2 separate regions of the Zea mays genome follow, and region 1 is linked to region 2. Evidence: chromatin contacts called from public Hi-C data. All regions are on one chromosome and are shown on one strand. The core of a region is the stretch at or near the end of the contact, and the rest is flanking DNA. Distances in the headings are between cores, read along the strand shown. Region 1 holds the start of LOC100281646 (photosystem II3). Region 2 holds the start of LOC100281009.

Evidence for each region. Hi-C and Micro-C count contacts between places; a contact is called where the count stands out from the background.
Region 1: a Hi-C map of tassel shows a contact between it and region 2, with 2.7 times the contacts expected there. The contact joins the promoter of LOC100281646 here to the promoter of LOC100281009 in region 2. A contact is called at or near these places in 3 of 25 Hi-C or Micro-C datasets (bundle sheath, ear and tassel).

What each region holds. Positions count from the first base shown.
Region 1 is chr4:29,020,470-29,024,348 of Zm-B73-REFERENCE-NAM-5.0, forward strand. It overlaps LOC100281646 (photosystem II3), which reads right to left and starts at 2,180. Exons shown (of 5, transcript XM_020552493.2): 1 at 1,577-2,180; 2 at 1,376-1,428; 3 at 1,193-1,248; 4 at 984-1,036; 5 at 615-862. The coding sequence starts at 1,706. The coding sequence ends at 768.
Region 2 is chr4:28,860,060-28,863,704 of Zm-B73-REFERENCE-NAM-5.0, forward strand. LOC100281009 reads right to left here and starts at 2,003. Exons shown (of 2, transcript NM_001158772.1): 1 at 1,701-2,003; 2 at 1,220-1,596. The coding sequence starts at 1,885. The coding sequence ends at 1,551. It overlaps TRNAR-CCG (transfer RNA arginine (anticodon CCG)), which reads right to left and starts at 3,359; the gene lies at 3,287-3,359.

The DNA.
Region 1 (3,879 bases), core at 930-3,429, 160 kb after region 2:
CTTAAAAAGGTTTTGGAAATTTTCAAGTTTCAGCTCTTGCGCTCAATCTGATCTTCCTCTGACTTGCTTCCTGCACAGCCGCCTACCACTGCAACTGTGCTAGCTAGTTGGTTATCACTGAGACGAGCACGAAGACAAGCAGTCGCAAGCCGTGCACTAGAAGCAGTACCATCAGTTGCGGGTTTCGTCGTTCGTTTCGGAAGCTTAAGGGCTTGTTTGTAAACAAAAGTAACGGAGTAGATTGAGGGCTCGTTCGTTTCTCTGGTATTGGACCAGGATTCATTCCAACCTATCAAAACTTATATAAATTAGAGAAACAATCCGGTCAAGAACTATTTCAGGTCTTCAATCCGTGAAAAACGAACAGGCCCTGAGCAGGCTAGAATATTATTTTACTATTTAAATTCCCTTCGTTACATTTGCTCCTAAACAAGACCTAAGGAGGAGCTGATCATCATTTGGTTGAATTTGTAACCGGAGGAGTATGTATGCACGTGCGTACGTATGTATGTATGTCACATATTTTATATTTCACTTAATTAGCTTCACCATCTTTTACGAATTTTTTTTGAATTAACCTCGCTACGCAGATAGAACGAATTATTAGGGAGGGATGGGGTATATATATATAGCATCAAAATTATGTAATGAAGAGTAGCACTGATTATTGTTACATGACGAAGGTTGAGCATCCATGGAGGCTAGATTATAGACAGACACCCTGATTTTACATGACGAATCGCAAGAAGCGCATGCATTGGATATCCTTAGCCGGAGAGGGCGCTGGTGTTGTAGACGAGGAGGGCGCCGCCGCCGAGGATCCCAGCGAGGGTGACGGCCCAGATCAGAAGCCCAGTGGTTCCTGCAAAGGGCCAAAAAAAAATCAAGCTACTACCTGCTGTTCATACATATACTACATGCATGCTTGTATGTTGTATTAATTTGTGTACTGTGGACATGCAAGTGAGAGTGCAATTACTTACCACCGACGTAGACGTCGCCGGTGGGAGACCAGTCATCCTCGTTGTAGATTGGGCTGCAGATTCATTGCCAAATTAATTAAAAACACAGTACAGTCGAACAACTACGACTGATCAAAATAATGCATGGTCGTCAACAATTGCATGGGTCATCACACACAAATTTCACTTTTTTTTGGGGGGCGCTGATGGGCAAGCAATAAGCTCATCACCTGTATCCGTCGACGTTCGCGCCGTACTTGTCGACGAACTGGTACACGCCCTTGCCCTGCATAATCGCATCCCCACCACGTAATTTCAGCTCCATCGATCGATCTATCACGTACGCAGCATGCATGCGTGGATAACTAAAAAACTATATAGCTGCTAGCTAGCTAGAAACAACAAGTGCTCACCTTGCCCTTTCTCCCGTTGGCGTCGACGTCGACGGTCAGGCCACCCCCAATCCCTGCGGACATGCATGCACGAACGATCACGACGACGACTCAGCTCAGAAGTCAGAACCACACCCGGCCACCGGGGCCGGACGAAAAGCAGCTAGCTAAGCTGACAGTGATCTACACACAGGCCGCGGCAGCAGGCTAGGTGGCACGCACCGTAGGGCTTGTCGGTCTTGATCTTCTTCTTGGAGCAGACGACGGCGAAGGAGGAGGCGCGGCGGCCGAGGGGCGGCAGGCCCTGAGGCGCCACCGCCAGAGCTGACGAGGAGATCATGGAGGCCGCCATCGCCGCCGCTGCTGCTGCTCCTAGCTAGCTGCGTGCAGTGTGTGCTGCTCTCGCTCGCTGAGTCGCTGGTAGATGGTTGGCTGCAGGTCGTTAGCTGCCGAGCCAAAAGCTAGCCAATATACTAGCTGTGGCGCCAAGCCCTGGCGATAATGCCGGGACGGAGCGCAGGTGTGACCACCGCCGCCCCACGTGGCGGCGCGCCAGTGGCTGCACCACGATATGGCTTTGGCTGGCCCCGGAACCTTATCCCCTCTCTCTGGATTTCGTGTGGACGTACTCCGCCGCTGGATTCGTACTACGGCCTCGCGCTAGGGTGGGGTGGGGAATGGGAGGGGATTTTTTGTGATGGAGGATCGAGTGTGCTTTGCTTTGCCATGAAAAAGGATCAATCAAGAACGACCTGTGGTGCCCAGCTCACCAGGGTGCAGACTTTTATCTCTCAAAGTTTCGGATGATTTTTGCTTCCTACGGAAAAGAGTGTTTTCCAAGTGACGCATAACGAATTAAAGCAGTTTGTCGAGATGGTTTCGCTGCTGAATTTCGTCAGCTTTTTTTTTAAAAAAAAAGGGACCAGCTGAGGCTGATAGAGCTATTTGATCAATTATCCATGCCGGTAACTTGGCTCTTAACAGTTTTAATTACTCTCCTATCAAAAAGGCCGAGGCCACTTTTGTAGATATTAGATTGAGGACGCTAAAAATCATTGCTATTCAAAATTCAGTAGCAAGAGATTTTAGTCCCTCCTCTTAAACCCCTCTATTATTTTTGCTTCCAAACAAGTCCTTAGGGTTGATTGTTGACCAGAGAATTGGAGAGGATTTATGGAGAGGAATTACCTCGTTATTCAATTTTAAATAGCGAGGAGATTCATCACCATATGGATTCCCTCTAATTCTATGTTCACCAAATCAGCCATTAAGGTTTTTACAAAGGATTTTCACCAATTGATTTACTCTAACAACACATAAAGTATTAGATCTTAATTAGCAAAAACAACTTTTATTTCTGAGAGATTTATAGTGCAAGGCAGTGCTATCTTATTCTTATATGACACCATTCATAAGATGCAAAAAAAATACGGGATTGTTCTTAAGCTAGCTTTAAAAAAACGTATGATGGGATAAAGTGGACTTTGGCTTTTCACAGAAATGTTGTGTCTCGATTGATCGAGTAGTCTCAAAAGGACCTGTAGGCGTCAAAGTTTATGACGTTGTTGGTCACTTTCTCCAAACTAGCTAGCTAGGAAGGGCATGATATATATAAGGGACCCCATATCACCTTTTCTTGTTAACGTGGTAGCAGATAGGTTGGCAATTCTTATTATGGCTCGAACCAAGGATAATGGACAGTTTGCCGTAGTAGTTCCGCATTTGGTAGAGATGGTTTTTTTTCTATTTTGAAATATGCAGATGATGTCATTTTTTTCATTTGGTAGATGATGATTTTTCTATTTCAAGCTATTATAATCATATCCTGGTATATCTGAAAATGCCAAAATAATTGGATATTTGAAAACATCCCGCGCGAAAAGAAGTGAACCGGATACAACACTATGTAACATAGCAACCCCTCTCCCTTCACATTCTTCAACTGTAAACTGTACATACCTCCATTCAATAAAAAAATACTGTAGGTAAACCCTACAACAATTTGTATAAAAAAATAATACGCGGATGATACCGCTTTTTATAGAAAATATTCTGGAGCAAGCTAAGAATATGATTTTTTTTGCTTTTAGCGATTAATTGGACTCAAGATCAAATTCTATAAAAGTTAGTTATTATTCTGCTATAGGGAAGCAAAACTATTAAAAGGTGAAAAAAACTGCCACTTGTTCTATGAAGGGCTACGATAGCCTTGATATCTAGTATATATATTCATTCTAACATATCCATATCAATTAACATTGTACGCAGCAAAAATGAATATTAATAATACGCAACAAAACGAGAGGTGCATCACTTGAATGACTAAGTTGTTACAAATAATATATATAAATATAAACAGTCTACAATTAACACAAGAAAACACCACGGGATAGCGGTATATAGAGCTTCTCTATGTCATACAAAAACATAAGCATCTAAGTGTTACAAAGAAAATCATACAAATTAAAAAAGAGATGTCATGATGTCCTAATCCAAGAGCGAAGTTTCATCCTCAAAACATGGTG
Region 2 (3,645 bases), core at 753-3,252:
TTGAAAGAGGTCATACCCGCAGAAGGAAAATATCACGATGCTTCCGGGACATTAGCTTTGCCAGAGTTTAGAATACTAACAGAAATTAGTAGATTATCTCTTAGCCGAGATAGTTATTAGAGCTTAGGTGAAAACTTATGATGTATAGAATGCATGAAGCATATATGGTTGTAAACAGAATACTTTGATGTATATAAATGTATGATAGAATTTAATTTCATGTTGCTTTCAATATCAATATAGATCTATATATATATATGTTTGTGTGTGTGTAAATAAATATATATATAATTCAGTATTGTTTGAAATTTTGAAAAAAGGCGGGAAAACTTTCCACTGGCGGCTAAATAAAGAAAACCGCCAGTGAAAAGTGCATTTTCACTGGCGGTTTTCTTAAGGAACCGCCAGTGGAAATGCACTTTTCACTGGCGGTTCCTTAAGAAAACCGCCAGTGAAAATGCACTTTTCACTGGCGGTTCCAAAATAACCGCCAGTGGAAATGCTGATTTCCACTGACCCCTAGCACTGGCGGTACTGAAAAACGCCTGTGTAAATAGGTTTAGAACCGCCACTATAGAGCTTCTGTGTACTAGTGACAGCTTCAGCTCTGGCTCCTTGGCTTCTCTAGAGGAGCCATAGCCAGTTTTGCAATTCGTTTGGACAAAACGGTTTCTCTTGTGTTCGTTTCAAATAATGTATGAGTAAAATGTAGGAGCTAGTAGAAGCTATATTTTTTGTGCTCTGGCTCCCAACGCAAAACAACTCTAGCTCTTAGTGCTGTCAATGAGAAGCCGTTTTTTATCGTTTTGGCAGAGCTTCACGATGAGACAGAGCGAGAGCCGTCAGCCATGCTAAAAGGACCCTTTGTTTGGTAGAAGAGTAGAATAGAGCGGAGCCGTTACGTTCTTTGTTTGGTTGGAGAGCCATATGAGTGTAGAGGGGAGGACTTGCGTCCAATCGTTTTAGTAGAGCAGCAGCATCCCAACTATTTATGAAATTATGATATATTTTCATATGGAGACTCCAAGAGCCACTTCGCTAGCTACTCTTTCGTTAGAGACCAAAGATCCAGAAAATAAGAATGGATCCGCTCCATTTTTGTCCACTGGTCAACGAAACACACTACAAGAAGGGGGGTGGGGTGGGGTTGTTAACTTTTGAGTTAATTACACTGGATGAAATGGAGTCAGCTCTGCCGCTGCCGGAGAAGTATTGTTGATAGTATCACGGAACGGAATATATATATAGCATGTAATTAATACTACATACATTAGAATCGTAAAAGAATGTCTCGACAATTGAATACACGACACAGACACGGGTACGAGTACAAAGTGTGCTGCATATGTATAATACAATAACCACAGGAATGAATTCGAAGACGTACGAGTACGTACGTATACGTATATATGTATACACGATGTGTAATATATAATGACACAGCAGCTACTAGAGCAGCACATGATGGTGATCATCAACCACGCACGTACCGGCCGGTCATCAGCTAGCTAGCATGCCCTGGCCGTCGTCGATCGATCGACGATATGTCCTCAGAAGCACATGTCGAGGACGCAGCAGCAGCAGATGGCGGCGCAGCTGCATGAGCAAAGCCAAGCATGCAGCAGGTGATCAGAACGCATCATCTCTATCTATCTAGCTTCTGTGGTTGGAGTCAATTAATAAGTTATATAAGCCCTCACCATCCTTTCCAGAAACCGTCGCCGCCGCGGCTGCTGCTGGTGGTGGTTGTCTGCTGCTGGCCGTAGTACGCCGCGCCGCCGTCCTGGGCCGTTGGCGGGTACGCCGGCGGTGGCGCGACGTACGCCGGCGGAGGCGCGCCGTAGGCCTGTTGGCCCGGCGGTGGGTAGCCCGCTTGGTAGCTCATGATCGTGATCGGTGGGTCGCGTCGGTCGATCAGATCAGCTGCAAAAACAGTAACGAGCTAGCTAGCTGTATGTGCTGCAACTGCGTGTGTAGATGAATGGATGGATTGGACGGACGATGATCTGGAAATCCCCCATTATTCGTTTCTATTTATATGTATATAGAGAGAGACAGGCAGGAGAGACAGAAACCGGCCACGCGGTATCCATCGTCACCGGTAGGTTGCTTAGACGCGTACTACTCTCGCCTACAGCTAGCTAGGCTAGCTGCTTTATTTGTTGCCTTGCCTATGGATTAGAACGAGCCATTTCATCCAACCACCTCTTTTTTTATTACTATATTATTATTATTATTATTATTATTATTATAGATAAACGATTTTTAATCACGTTTCCCTACACAGGCAGGCTGCGTGTTGAAGGCCATGCCATGTGGAGCGGCGGCACCACCACCAGTAGGAGTTGGCAGGACGGCACGCCTCCGCTGACCTGACCGAAGCTGTGTTGGGTCGGTGGTTCAACTGGACGCCACGCCACACATTTCCAGGGAGAAGAAAAACGCCTTATTCCCGGTGCGTGTTCAAACTATACATGTCATTTTCGCACTCCTCACTTTTTTTATTTTGGTTTATGAAATATAATAAGTTGATCAATCACCAGTTCATTGCTCATAATCTAATAATTAGTAATAATATTAAAAATTGGTTCATTCTACCAAATTTATAGACATCTAGAATAAGATTTTGATTCTTCAAACCGAAGGTTCCCCTCTGCCATACGAAAGCATATGATAAGTACTACAGTAGCTAACAAGGTGGCAACGTGTATGTAGAACCAAAAGTGATGTTAATTTGGACCCCTGAAAACGCGGACGTCGATATCACCGTGATCTTTAGAGTACAAACTAATTATTTTAGCAATGGTCTAAGCAGCTGGCATATTTGAGAGGATCAATTCCGATTTTAAATAAAAGTGAAGCAAATCCATGGTACGTAACTGCGTTTCTCCAAACTTGGAATAATCATCCTTTACAGGGTATTGTTAAAAGATGCTCGATATAAAAAAACGACCATTTATTAGTATTATTATTATTTTTGAGAAGTTCCCTACCATAGTCTCGAACATTTAGAATACGTTGCATTAACTCGTAAAGTCGTAACGTAAAGGTGTGTACTACTATTACGTATTTGGCACGTGGCGATTACGTAATGGGCAGCCCATGGCCGCGGCCGCTGGGCCTTCGGATGACCACGTTTGTTACTGGAACTGTTTCGGGGCTAAAAGCATCTGATGGCGGCCCATGAACAATGCTAGGGTCGGTGGGCTGAGAGAAAAGATTGGCACTTGAATTGTCTTCTTCTTTTCCGCCCAAAAAAAAATAAATGCAGGATAAAAAAAAACATCGACCACGATGGGACTCGAACCCACAATCTCCCGCTCCGGAGGCGAGCGCCTTATCCATTAGGCCACGCGGTCATCTTGTGTGCTAAGGAGATTATTGTTATTAGTATACCGTTGTGCATACAGGCGGGTCACCATGCTACCGTGCCAGTGGGCGGCTGCTGCCTGTTGCGCACTAGCATAGGTGCACTACACTAGTACAGACTCAACTCCGAGGAAACGTGAGTCGTGTGCCTGCTGTCGGACGCACCAACAGTAGCCAAGTCTCCGGTATTCTACTCTAAATCTGTCACACGTAGGTTGTCGGCCATTCATTAGCCGATACATACTTTGTCGATTGCTGGATAATCGACAGGATGCT